Linked DNA regions of Ovis aries: region 2 is linked to region 1. A link is a contact called in public Hi-C data. All regions are on one chromosome and are shown on one strand. The core of a region is the stretch at or near the end of the contact, and the rest is flanking DNA. Distances in the headings are between cores, read along the strand shown. Region 1 overlaps MAP3K13 (mitogen-activated protein kinase kinase kinase 13). Region 2 holds the start of EHHADH (enoyl-CoA hydratase and 3-hydroxyacyl CoA dehydrogenase).

Region 1 (6,649 bases), core at 973-3,472:
TATTGGAAATTTGTCACAATTTGAAAAACTCACAGATGAACCAGATAGCTTAGAAATATTGAAAAACTTAAGAAAAAGTTATATCATGAATGCATAAAAGTACACATGGATACTAGTCTATCCTAATATGGGCATAAGGTGAGTGATATTTAATATAAAAATAATGTGTTCATTTTCTGTTTTATAACTTTGCTTTCATAGAATTACATTACCATATACTATGCCTGTCTCTCTAAATGGAGAAATAGCTTATTATCATAGATAAGGTTTTCTTTTTAAAAAGTGTTTCTAATATTGCATTATGAATAATATAGTAATATCTATGCCATGAAAATTTTATAATGATTCATTCATTAGTGTATAGGCTGAACTAACATGAAGCAATCATACTGATACATTCGGGTTCCATAAAGCAGTCATACTGCTACTTCTTCATTATCAATGTACAAATTGTTATATCTGTATAAATATGAATTTCTTTTTCACATTATCTCATTATTTTTTCATTTTTTATGTCCAGTGTTAGTAACATGGATAACATCACCATGTTTTGTATCACATAACACAATACTGATGTAGGTACTGACAGACAGATGGCTCATCTTATAAACAGATGTAAACATATGGTATTGATAAATAAGGTACAGTACTGTACCTATTGGGCTTCCCTGGTGGCTCAGATGGAAAAGAATCCACCTGCAGTGCGGGAGACCCAGGTTTGAGACCTAGGTTGGGAAGATCCTCTTGAGGAGGGCATGGCAATCCACTCCAGTATTCTTGCCTGGAGAATCCCTACAGACAGAGGAGCCTGGTGGGCCACAGTCCATGGGGTCGCAGAGAGTCAGACATGACTGAGCCACTAGGTACACAGGACTGCACCTATTAGAGAAGGAAATGCAACCCACGTCAGTATTCTTGCCTGGGAAGTCCCAAGGACAGAAAGAGCCTGGTGGGCTACAGTTCATCGGGTTGCGAAGAGTCAGACATGATTGAGCCACTAAGCACACAGCACTGTACCTGTTAGAGAAGGAAATGCAACCCACTCTAGTCTCCTTGCCTGGGAAATCCCATGTACAGAAAGAGACTGGCGGGCTACAGTTCATGGGGTTGCATAGAGTTGCATATGACTTAGCGGCTAAACAACTGTACCTATATTTCCTCTTCCTTATGATTTCCTTAATAATGTTTTCTTTTCTCTAGCTTACTTTACTATAAGAATAACCCATGGCTGATTTGTATCGATGTATGGTGAAAGCCACTATAATATTGTAAAGTAATTAGCCTCCAATTAAAAAAAAAGAATACAACATATAATACACATAACATACAAAATACATATAAATTGACTGTTTATGTTATAGGTGAGGCTTCCTGTCAACAATAAGCTATTAGTAAATTTTGGGGGTGTCAAAAGTTATATGTGGATTTTTGTCTGTGTAGGGGTCAGTGTCCTTAGTCCTCGTGTTATTCAAGGGGTCAACTGTACTATTTTTCATCTTTATGAAAATTTGTAAGATCCTTCCAAAACTTATTTTATGCAACTTTTTTTTTAGATTGATCCATGTTGATAAAAGTAGCTCTACAATGCACTGATGAAATTTATTACAATGAATGAACTGAAATTCATTCATCATTTTCTTCTTAATAGAACTTCAGATTATTTTCTTTTAAAACAGTGATGCAATTAATATTTTAATAAATTATTTCAGCAAATACAAAGAACCACCATATTTTAAAAAAATGTGTCTGAATCTCTCCCTCCCCCTATCCTTTCTCTTAATTTCAACCAAAAAAGCACCGAAATTCTTTCAAAACAGCTGAATGAGAAGGAAAGGAGAGTCAGACAATAACTAAAGAGAATGTGAAGTCTTGAAGACCTTCCTGGGCTGGGAAGAAAATGAGCAAAGATGACTCAGGGAATGACAGCAGATGTATGGGATTGCAAGACTAACATTCTCAAAGAATGGAAGCAACAACGAGTACTACTAGGAACATTCTCCAGAAAAGTCATTCTAAAGTAGGAGGAAAGTCCTAAGGTACTACTCAGATCAAAACTCCACTCTTTTGAATTCTTTAGGGAAATAATTTTGAGACACAAAATTGGTTAACTCGAAACATCTCTGACTCAGCTCCTAGGAAGTCAAGTCCCACTGAGAACAGAAGAGAGCTCAGAGACGGGTTCCAGCACCAGAAAATCAGCAATACTATAGATCAACACCAGAGGGAGCAAAAGATTACAAACTCCTGAAAAAGAAACTAATTGGGAAGGTACATACTTGTTTGGTCAAAGTTCATTCGGGTTTTTCCGTAAGATCTTACAATACAATACAATTCATACAAGCTCAGAGAAGATGCCTTTTCACAGAAGCTTTAAGAGGCTCCCAGAATTTTCAGTAGAGCTGACTGGTGACGGTCTTCCCCTTATGAAGCCAGTCCCTAGAACTGGGAGAGGTAGCAGTTTTTTTTAAATGTGCGAATTCCAGCAGAAAACAAGGCATAGAAAGAAAGGAGGAAACATGGCTCAACCAAAGAAACAAAATAAATCTCCAGAAACAGACCCTAAAGAAATGGAGGCTCATGAATTACCTGACAAAGAATTAAAACAATCGTCTTAAAGATGCTCAATGTGCTACACAAGAACACAGACAACTAAAGAAAATCAGGGAAATGACGCATGAACAAAACAAGACTATCAGCAAAGACAAAGCATAAAAAAAAGAACCAAACAACTTCAGGAGCTGAACCAAACAACTTCCACATAAACATGTGGAAATTATACACATTATGAGCTGCCAACGCATCAAGGAAGAAAACACATGGGAAATTAGGAAATATCTTGAGACGAATGAAATGAGAACACAATATGCCAAAACTTATATGCTGCACAGTGTGCATAAAGGTCACACTACTGAACACTTGAATGGTTAAGATGTTGGGAAGGTGCCACAGACACACAGACACACACACATAAAGAAGGCAGTCATGTGAAGATGAAGGCAGAGATTACAGCCATGCGGTCACAGAGCAAGCAATACTGAGAACTGTCAGCAAATGCCACGAGTTAGGAGAAATGCAAGGAGATAAACTATACTCCAACATAAAACAAATATTAAAAATAATAAAAACTATCCAATATCAATTTTTAAAAAGAGAGAGGAAAGGCATGGAGTAGATTCTTTCCTACATTCTTCAGAGAGACAGACAGCACAGCCAACTCCTCGATTTTGGACTTCTTGCATCCAGAACTATGATAGAATTGCTGGTGTTTTAGCTCATTCTAGTTTGTGGCACTGTGTTTTGGCAGCCCTAGGAAATTAACACAAGGGATCTATAGAAAACAGCTTGAGTGAGTGCAGACTCCCTGGTGTCTGGGGCTCCCAGTTATTCTAGACTGTTATTCTAGCCCCATATTCAAACATCAAGAATTCGTTAAAATTTTAACTTTTTCTTTAGCAATCACCCTTTTATGCTGGTCACTGTTTCCTCTCATGCTCTGCCAAACGTAAAAACAGTTCTGTGCCCCATCTCTTCTCAGAAGGGCTTGTCTTTGGAATTTCGGTTTACCTGACTGCCTTGTGAACCCAGCTCTCTCATGGACTCAAGAAAAGTTAATGTCTTTATGGATTATCAGGTTTTTCTAATGTTAGGAGTGAGAGAAATGTTCTCTTTGCAACTTTCTACATCTTAAACAGAAGCAAAAGTTCTCCTCCCATAGTTTAATATGAACTTTAGATTTAAAAGATTTTTAATTTCCATATGCAATTGCAAATGGTTTTTTAAAATATCTAAAACCATGTCCAGAAAGCACTTTGGTTTATTTGCTCTGTTTATTAATACTTTTAATTTTGGCATAAATTATGTATACTAAGAAAATGTTATCACTTTAATATTCCATGCTTATTAAACAATCTCTAAACAACTTGATTTCACAAATCTTTATCTTGGTATTTGTTTCCATCTTTGTCTTCATTCTATATATGCATGTGCAGTACATATACTAGTGCTTTTTCTTCTGAATTGGATCCATGCTAATTTCTGATTCACAGGTTAGGTTTTTGTTTTTCAAAATAATCCTCTTAATGATGATGTGTCTAATTTTGGTTTTCAGTCTTGCACCTTATATTTTGACCTATCTGTACTAATACCACACGGTTTCAAGGGCAACTACATTATAGTACATAAAATTTTGGAAGTCAATCTTTTCTTCTTGAGCTTTCTTTGGTGACTTTTTATTTGTACGTGCACTCTTATTTTCTCCAAGTAAATTAGCTACCATTTTATATACATCTATTTTTACATGCTATGGCAGGTTTAGGAAGAAAATACTACTACTTATTGACTATATTTACGTTACCCATTCAAGAGTAACTTACTTAGTTCTAACCTATTGATGGCAAATAGAAGGGGAAACAATGAAAACAGTGACAGACTTTATTTTTTGGGGCTCCAAAATCACTGCAGATGGTGACTGCAGCCATGAAATTAAAAGACGCTTGCTCCTTGGAAGAAAAGCTATGACCAACCTAGACAGCATATTAAAAAGCAGAGACATTACTTTGCCGACAAAGGCCCATATAGTCAAAGCTATGGTTTTTCCAGTAGTCATGAATGGATGTGAGAGTTGGACCATAAAGAAGGCTGAGTGCCGAAGAATTGATGCTTCTGAACTGTGGTGTTGAAGAAGACTCTTGAGAATCCTTTGGATTGCAAAGATATCAAACCAGTCAATCCTAAAGGAAATCAATCCTGAATATTCATTGGAAGGACTGATGCTGAAGCTGAGGCTCCAATGCTTTGATCACCTGATGCGAAGAACTGACTCACTGGAAAAGGCCCTGACGCTGGGAAAGATTGAAGGCAGGAGGAGAAGGGGACGACAGAATGAGATGGCTGGACGGCATCACCGACTCAATGGACGTGAGTTTGAGCAAGGTCCGGAAGATGGTGAAGGACAAGGAAAACTGACATGCTGCAGTCCATGGGGTCTCAAAGAGTCGGACATGACTGAGCAACTGAACAATAACAAACCTATTGAAAGCACTATTTCTTAATTGCATACTGACAGAATACCTGAAAATATCCAGGGTTTGATAAGTAGTAGTCGAATGAGTATAAACGTATACTGACATTTTGAAAGTCTCAGCTTAATGGGATTTTTCCCATTATGTCAAAAATACTTTGATTTCAATAAACAAAAAACCTTTAATTATTTTATATTCAGCCACATTAAGACAATTAAGCAATACCATATTCAACCACTTGAGCAGTTTCATACATGATTCATTCATTCACTCAATGAATATTTATTCACTACTCACTATGAGTTAAACCCTGTTCTAGGCACTAGGGTTACAGCAGAAAATAAAAGACAAAGCAAATCACTCTGCTCACATGCAGCTTATATAACAGAGCTGAGAGAAAGTAGATGAGATAAAGAAGGAAAATACATGGAATATTATATAGTGAGAAGGACAAAAAGCAAGCAAGAAAAGGGATTAAGAAGTATGTGTGTGGTAGCTGGAAGGAAGAGTTGGGAGTGTAGCTAGTGTGACCTCCAAGTCAGATCCTGAAGGAGGTGAGGGAAAGTACCACACAGTTTCTAGATCATTCCAAGCACAGGGCATAGCACCAGCAAAATCCTTAAAACAGAGAGAAGGCTGAAACAGGTGACCTGGTGAAGAGTAGGAGCAGATCACATCAAAGGGTTTTTATTAGTCAGACAGGAAGCTACTGGAGTTTTGAGCAGAGCGACTTGATGTTACTTCTGTTTAACAAGATCACTTTGGCTGCTGTGTTGATAGAAAGGGGCAAGGGTAGAAGAAAGAAGGTTAAGTTAGGAGGTAGAAGTGACTGGACTCTGCCTGTATGTTTAGGACAGAGCCCACAGGACTTTCTCAAGGATCAGATGGTTGGCATGAGAGAAGGCGGGCATCAAGGATAACTCCAAGGCTGAGAAATAATAATGATAGAATTGTCTATTACCAAGATTAAAAAAATGAAAAAGAAGTTTGATGAGAGGGATGATCAGGTGTTCAGTTTTGAACATGCTAAATTTTAGATGAATGTTAGACACATACATGGACATGTTAAGCTTGTAGATGTTTATACATCTGGAGCTCAGAGGAGAGGTCTAAGCTGGAGATTAAAAATGTTTTGGTATTTAAGGTACTAAAACTTTGAGAGTGGATGCCTTCTTCAGTGATCAATGCAAAGAAATAGAGGAAAACAACAGATTGGGAAAGACTAGAGATCTCTTCAAGAAAATTAGAGATACCAAGGGAACATTTCATGCAAAGATGGGCTCGATAAAGAACAGAAATGGTATGGACCTAACAGAAGCAGAAGATATTAAGAAGAGGTGGCAAGAAGACACGGAAGAACTGTACGAAAAAGATCTTCACGACCCAGATAGTCATGATGATGTGATCACCAATCTAGAACCAGACATCCTGGAATGTGAAGTCAAGTGGGCCTTAGAAAGCATCACTACAAACAAAGCTAGTGGAGGTGATGGAATTCCAGTTGAGCTGTTTCAAATCCTGAAAGATGATGCTGTGAAAGTGCTGCACTCAATATGCCAGCAAATTTGGAAAACTCAGCAGTGGCCGCAGGACTGGAAAAGGTCAGTTTTCATTCCAATCCCAAAGAA
Region 2 (6,666 bases), core at 1,308-3,807, 33 kb after region 1:
TTCCCAACCCAGGGATCAAACCCATGTCTCCCCCATTGCAGGGGGATTCTTTACTGTCAGAGCCACCAGGGAAGCCCTTATTTTCAATAGGTAAAAGAATATCGCATCTACTTCTGCTTTCTTGACTATGCCAAAGCCTTTGACTGTGTAGATCACAACAAACTGTGGAAAATTCTTCAAGAGATGGGAATACCAGACCACCTGACCTGCCTCTTGAGAAATCTGTATGCAGTTCAAGAAGCAATAGTTAGAACTGGACATGGAACAACAGACTGGTTCCCAATTGGGAAAGGAGTATGTCAAGGCTATATATTGTCACCGTGCTTATTTAACTTATATGCAGAGTACATCATGCGAAATGCCAGGCTGGATGAAGCACAAGCTGGAATCAAGATTGCCAGGAGAAATATCAATAACCTCAGATATGCAAATGACACCACCCTTATGGCAGAAAGTGAAGAGGAACTGAAGAGCCTCTTGATGAAAGTGAAAGAGGAGAGTGAAAAAGCTGGCTTAAAACTCAACATTCAAAAAACAAAGATCATGGCATCTGGTCCCATTCGGTTCAGTTTAGTTCAGTTGCTCAGTCATGTCTATTTGCGACCCCATGAATTGCAGCACGCCAGGCCTCCCTGTCCATCACCAACTCCCAGAGTTCACTCAGACTCATGTGCATCAAGTCGGCGATGCCATCCAGCCATCTCATCCTCTGTTGTCCCCTTCTCCTCCTGCCTCCAATCCCCCCCAGCATCAGAGTCTTTTCCAATGAGTCAACTCTTCACATGAGGTGGCCAAAGTACTGGAGTTTCAGCTTTAGCATCATTCCTTCCAAAGAAATCCCAGGGCTGATCTCCTTCAGAATGGATTGGTTGGATCTCCTTGCAGTCCAAGGGACTCTCAAGAGTCTTCTCCAACACCGCAGTTCAAAAGCATTACTTCATGGCAAATAGAGGGGAAGCAATGGAAACAGTGACAGGCTTTATTTTCTTGGGCTCCAAAATCACTGCAGATGGTGACTGCAGCCATGAAATTAAAAGATGCTTGCTCCTTGAAAGAAAAGCTGTGACCAACCTAGACAGCAAAGGTCCATCTGGTCAAAGCTATGGTTTTTCCAGTAGTCATGTATGGAGGTGAGAGTTGGACTATAAAGAAGGCTGAGTACCGAAGAATTGATGTTTTTGAACTGTGGTGTTGGAGAAGACTCTTGAGAGTCCCTTAGACTGCAAGGAGATCACACCAGTCAATCCTAAATGAAATCAGTCCTGAACATTCATTGGAAAGACTGATGCTGAAGCTGAAACTCCAATACTTTGACCACCTGATGTGAAGAACTGACTCCTTGGAAAAGACCCTGATGCTGGGAAAGATTGAAGGCAGGAAGAGAAGGGGACAACAGAGAATGAGATGGTTGGATGGCATCACTGACTCAATGGACATGAATTTGAGCAAGCTCAAGGAGTTGGTGATGAACAGGGAGTCCTGGCATGCTGCAGTCCATGGGGCTGCAAGGAGTCGGACATGACTGAGCAACTGAACTGAAAAGAATGTCTGTGAAAATAATCCTTCAGTTCAGTTCAGTTCAGTCGTTCAGTCGTGTCCGACTCTTTGTGACCCCATGAATCACAGCACGCCAGGCCTCCCTGTCCATCACCCGGAGTTCACTCAGATTCACGTCCATCGAGACAGTGATGCCATCCAGCCTCGTTGCTGAAATTTGTGAAACGTCAGTGAATAAAACCACTCCATTGTTTTGTTTTTCCTCTGAAACTTCCAGACTGCCTTCTGGCCAGTTGATGGGCTGTGGAGACCACCTGAGGCCAACTGCATCTTCAAAAACTTTGTCCCATTCTGAACCCAGCCTCATTTATCTTTAGTCTTTGGCCTGCTGCCTAGGACATAATAGTTGCTCGATTCATAGTTGAAGTATTAATCTTAGAAATAATCCTTAGGAATGCCAGAAGAAGGAAAAAAAAAAAACTGGAAGGATTGAACAGACAAGAAAGTGGTATGTTCCACAAGGTTGCTGCATGACAGTTCTGTACATGTTTGGTTGATATTAGTACCTTACTCATTTAGATGAAATGCATGAAGTGTTTTATATGTTCCAGGTATGTGTCATATCATATAATTGTCAGGATCCCACATATCTGTCTTTGTTAAGAAGGATAATGAAGACTGTGATGAAGCTGCACCAACTTAGTGCATCTAGAACTTGTCCAGGGAAGCCAGCCCCTCTGGGCCAGGGGTTTGCAAATCTGGACTTACTGGCAATTTCACGCATCTTCCAACTTCCTGCCTGACCTACTTTGTGATGGGAGCAGGACAGGGGCCAGCAAAGAGGAAGAGACGGCAAGGGTGTGCTGAGCACGGGGCTGCGGTCAGGGAAGGAGGAGGACTGAGATGGAGGATGGGCATCAGAGCCCGGGAGCGTCCCGGGGCGGGAAGCGGTGCTGGGGCCGGAGGCGGTGCCGGGTTCACATTGGCCCAGCAGACGCCCCTCCTCTCCCCAGGACGCGCCCAGCGAAAGTGATCTTGCCTCTCAGCTGAGGGGTGAGGCGACTTTGGGGCAACTGAGCAAACATGGCTGAGTTCACGCGGCTGCAGAACAGCCTGGCACTGATCCGTCTACGAAACCCGCCAGTCAATGCGATCAGGTAACGGGCTCTCGGCGATCAGTCTGGGGAGGGCGAGCAGGGGCGTACCTGCCTGCCTCAAGTGGAGGCTTTGACTTCCCCCTGCTGGTTTAAACGGAGAAAGACACTGACACGGATAGAATCAGGGCAAATGCCAGGACCTTTTACGTTGTGGTTTCCCAGACGATAAAGCGTCTGCCTGCAATGCGGGAGACTCGGGTTCGATTCCTGGGTCGGGAAGATCCCCTGGAGAAGGAAATGGCAATCCACTCCAGCACTCTTGCCTGGAAAATCCCATGGACGGAGGAGCCTGATAGGCTACAGTCCATGGGGTCGCAAAGAGTCGGACACGACTGAGCGACTTCACTTTCACTTTACATTGGTAGCCTCGGTACCTGTTTGCAGAGACCTCTCATCTCCGTTTCGCTGATAAAGAAACCGAGGCTGAGAGGAAGACAGCTAGAAATTGGGGAGCTGCGCCCGAACCGGTCTGTCCGTGCCAACTTCGTGCTGAACTCCTGTTTACTTGCAACTTTGACTTCTCAGATGTACTTTCTAGTCCAGAGGTCTTTGTGCCTCTGTCCGTGCCAACTTCGTGCTGCACTCTTCTGCTTACTTGCAACTTTGACTTCTCAGATGTACTTTCTAGTCCAGAGGTCTTAGTGCCTCTGTCCGTGCCAACTTCGTGCTGCACTCTTCTGCTTACTTGCAACTTTGACTTCTCAGATGTACTTTCTAGTCCAGAGGTCTTAGTGCTGTGCTGCCTGGACCTTGATCCCTCCCTTCCCAACCTGGAGTCCAGGCCACCCTTACAATGTGTGACTAAAAGCTTTGGGAGTCCAAAAATAAGGTGGCTTCACACTGTTAAAAATAAAGATCCCCATTAATGCCAATATATTGAGTAAAAGAGAATTATGTCCTGGCCCAGAAACACAAAGATGTATCTCTTGGTTTGTTCTAAACTTCAAGGTCTTAGTGCTTTGGTGAAGATCCATGTTAGAATAAGCTCATGTCAGAATTAGCCTATTAAATAGCATTTCCTGAAAAACTGCTGTGCCGTTTATGTTCTTTTATCGTGGAGTACTTTTCTTGTTAAACTAGTAAAAGCATTACTTTAAAAAGTGAGATTAATGCTGCTATTTTGAAAATTAATGATATATAGGTTTGTGCTAAGTCACTTTAGCCGTGTATGAGTCTGTGTGCCCCTATGGACTGTGTGCCCCTAGGCTCCTCTGTCCATGGGATCCTCCAGGCAAGAATACTGGAGTGAGTTGTCATGCCCTCCTCCAGGGGATCTTTACCACCCAGGGATTGAACTCTTATGCCTCTTGCATTGGCAGGGAGGTTTTCACCACTAGCACCACCTGGTTCTTTTATATCTCTGAAAAAAGTATAGTGATCAACCTGGGGAAAAAACCACTCGTCCACAGGGAGTAGGGAAATGATCATTTACAGAGAACATATAAAGCATAAAGAGAACGACTTTTGGTCAGAATCCTTACTGCATGCTGCTGGAGCAAAAAGAGACTGAAATGAGAAGACATGCTAATTTTAACTGAATTTTTGTCCTGTCAGCAGATTTGGTTTTATCATTAGCATTAATATTATAACTTTTATTTTAATATAAAATTTTGCATTTAATAATATAAAAATTTTCAGAAATAAAATCACACAAAGAATAAGTCCACTTACTTGCCACTCGGAATAAAGCAAAATATTGTTATTTCGGTTTTGATGAAGAAAAACAGGAGTACTACAATTACATATCAATTTTGAACTTTGTATTTCAATTAAAATTACTAAGTATTAGGACTCTGCCTTAATCTCTCATAATGGATAACTGTGCCCATCTCTAACTTTGGGGAAAATGGTTCTACAGTTTAGTACCTATAACTAGGAATATTTTCCCATAACTACTTAAAATGTGTCTGGTATTTAACCTGTTCCCTTTCCCCGTTGCAGAAGAAATTTTAGTACCTACCTCATTAAGTTGTGAGGTTTAAATGTGTTGCCGATTAGAAACTGACACTTAGATGTTGTGTGTGTGTGCGCGCTTAGTTGTGTCTGACTTTTTGACCCCAGGCACTGCAGACTACCAGGCTCTTCTGTCCATGGGATTTTCCAGGCAAGAATACTGGAGTGGGTTGCCATTTCCTACTCCAGGGGATCTTTCCAACTCAGCCGCGTCTTTTGCATCTCTTTCATTGGCAGGCGAATTCTTTACCACTGCACCACCAGCTATCATTATTTTTATTAGGCAAAAGGCCTGTTACAAGCCCCTACCAACAGGCCCTGCTGCTCAGGATTCATTGCAGCTGCATCAGGATTTTCTCCATTTGGCGATAAACACTTTTTTGCGCTTTCCTCTTAAACTTGTACTTAGGTGAAGGTATGTGTCCTAGCACGCTCATCCAGTTTAACAGGTCCCCCCCCCCTTTTTTTCTCTCTTTTTGCTTTACGCTTTTCATCTCCCCTTCCTTTCCTCCTTCCTATTTCTAATTTTATTTGGGTAACTATTTCTTCTTAGATAAGTGAGAGATTATTTGAATATATTTTGGCCCAAACAGTTCAAATCTTTCTTTGTTCCTTTAGCTAAGCGAGATTTCTATTTGGATAAATGCCAACCCTCTTTATAAATGTAGGAGATGCCTAATTACTAGATTTGTCTCCCAAAACAATGGCTTTTATATAATTTTTAATTATATTCTACACAGTAATCCATGTTTTACATAGCAACCTAGGACACGCACACACAAACACACATACAAATATGTAACTGAAAGCAAAGTTTAGTGAAACAAAACTTTTCTTTTTATTTGATGTATTCTATTTTCATTCTGTTTCTTTGAAAAATGCTGGTCACAAGCCACGACTTTGATGACTTCTGGTTTTAAAAAATGGTCACAAAAAAGACTTCTAAAGTGACAGAAGGTTAAGTTCTTTGGTTATCACTCATGAAATGTTACCTTTAGACTCCATTTCTCCATACCTGAGAATATTAAGGGGAGAAAATAATTTCTTAACCCCTGTGACTTTGAAATTGCTACGAAGGTGTGGTCCCTTTTCACTCAGCCAGAATCTAGTAAAGCTGTATGTATAATAGTCATTTTAATTCTTCTTTCTCTTGTTTTATTTTTGCAAAATTGTGTGTCTGTATGTATGCTCAGTCACCCAATTGTGTCTAACTATTTGCGGCCCCATGGACTATAGCCCCTGCATTGGCAGGCGGAAGCTTCCTAGGTGGCTCCCAAGTATCTCTCCTCATAATGGAAAGTTGTGCCCATCTCAAACTTGTGGGGTAAATAGTTTCACAGTTTGCTACCTACAACTAGGAATATTTTCCCATAACCACTTAAAATGTGTCTTGTATTTAAACTGTCCCCTTTCCCCCTTTCAGGAGAAATTTTAATACCTATCTCATTAAGTCATTTTGAGGTTTAAATGTGTTAGAGATCTGACACTTAGCAAATGCTGTTTGTGTGTGTGTGTGAGTGTGTGTGCTTAGTTGTGTCCAATTCTGTGACCCCATGCACTGTAGCCTACCAGGCTCTTCTGTCCATGGGATTTTCCAGGCAAGAATATTGGAGTGGGTTGCCGTTGCCTATTCCAGGGGATCTAGAGTGACTCAGTAGCAGAATCTGCCTGCCAATGCAGGAGACGTGGGTTCAGTCCCTGGGTTGGGAAGATCCCCTGGAGAAGAAAATGGCAATCTACTCTGGTAGTCTTGCCTGGAAAATTCCATGGACAGAGGAACCTGGTGGGCTACAGTCCATGGGGTGGCAGACGAGTCGGATACAATTTAGCAACTAAACAACAACAACAAATGATGCAAAATTAACAAGAAGATAAGAAATGAAAGAGTAGGGGTTGATTGAAATGGGAAAAGCCAGACTTGTCTCCTCAGTGGCACAGATTTTTGCAGCCATTGTTTACCCAGAAAGCAGTATGTGACTTTTGGACTTCTCAGTATCCTGGATGGTTCAAATTCTGTTTTTCTTTAGCAGATTTGGTTTCTAATGAAATCAACTGAAGG

Evidence for each region. Hi-C and Micro-C count contacts between places; a contact is called where the count stands out from the background.
Region 2: a contact with region 1 is called in a Hi-C map of liver, with 5 times the contacts expected there. The contact joins the promoter of EHHADH here to the enhancer-like site in region 1. A contact is called at or near these places in 3 of 16 Hi-C or Micro-C datasets (blood, liver and mixed tissues).

The regions. Positions count from the first base shown.
Region 1 is chr1:202,619,484-202,626,132 of ARS-UI_Ramb_v3.0, forward strand. MAP3K13 (mitogen-activated protein kinase kinase kinase 13) reads right to left here. Exons shown (of 16, transcript XM_060419588.1): 3 at 656-879. Among named protein-coding and RNA genes, the nearest start is that of MAP3K13, 17 kb to the right of the region's middle. Within about 2 kb of position 2,223, at least 6 of the 54 cell types and tissues checked have an H3K27ac peak or open chromatin away from gene starts, as enhancers often do. A contact at or near this core is called in liver, where this site is marked.
Region 2 is chr1:202,652,249-202,658,914 of ARS-UI_Ramb_v3.0, forward strand. It overlaps EHHADH (enoyl-CoA hydratase and 3-hydroxyacyl CoA dehydrogenase), which reads left to right and starts at 2,558. Exons shown (of 7, transcript XM_027957538.2): 1 at 2,558-2,654. The coding sequence starts at 2,581.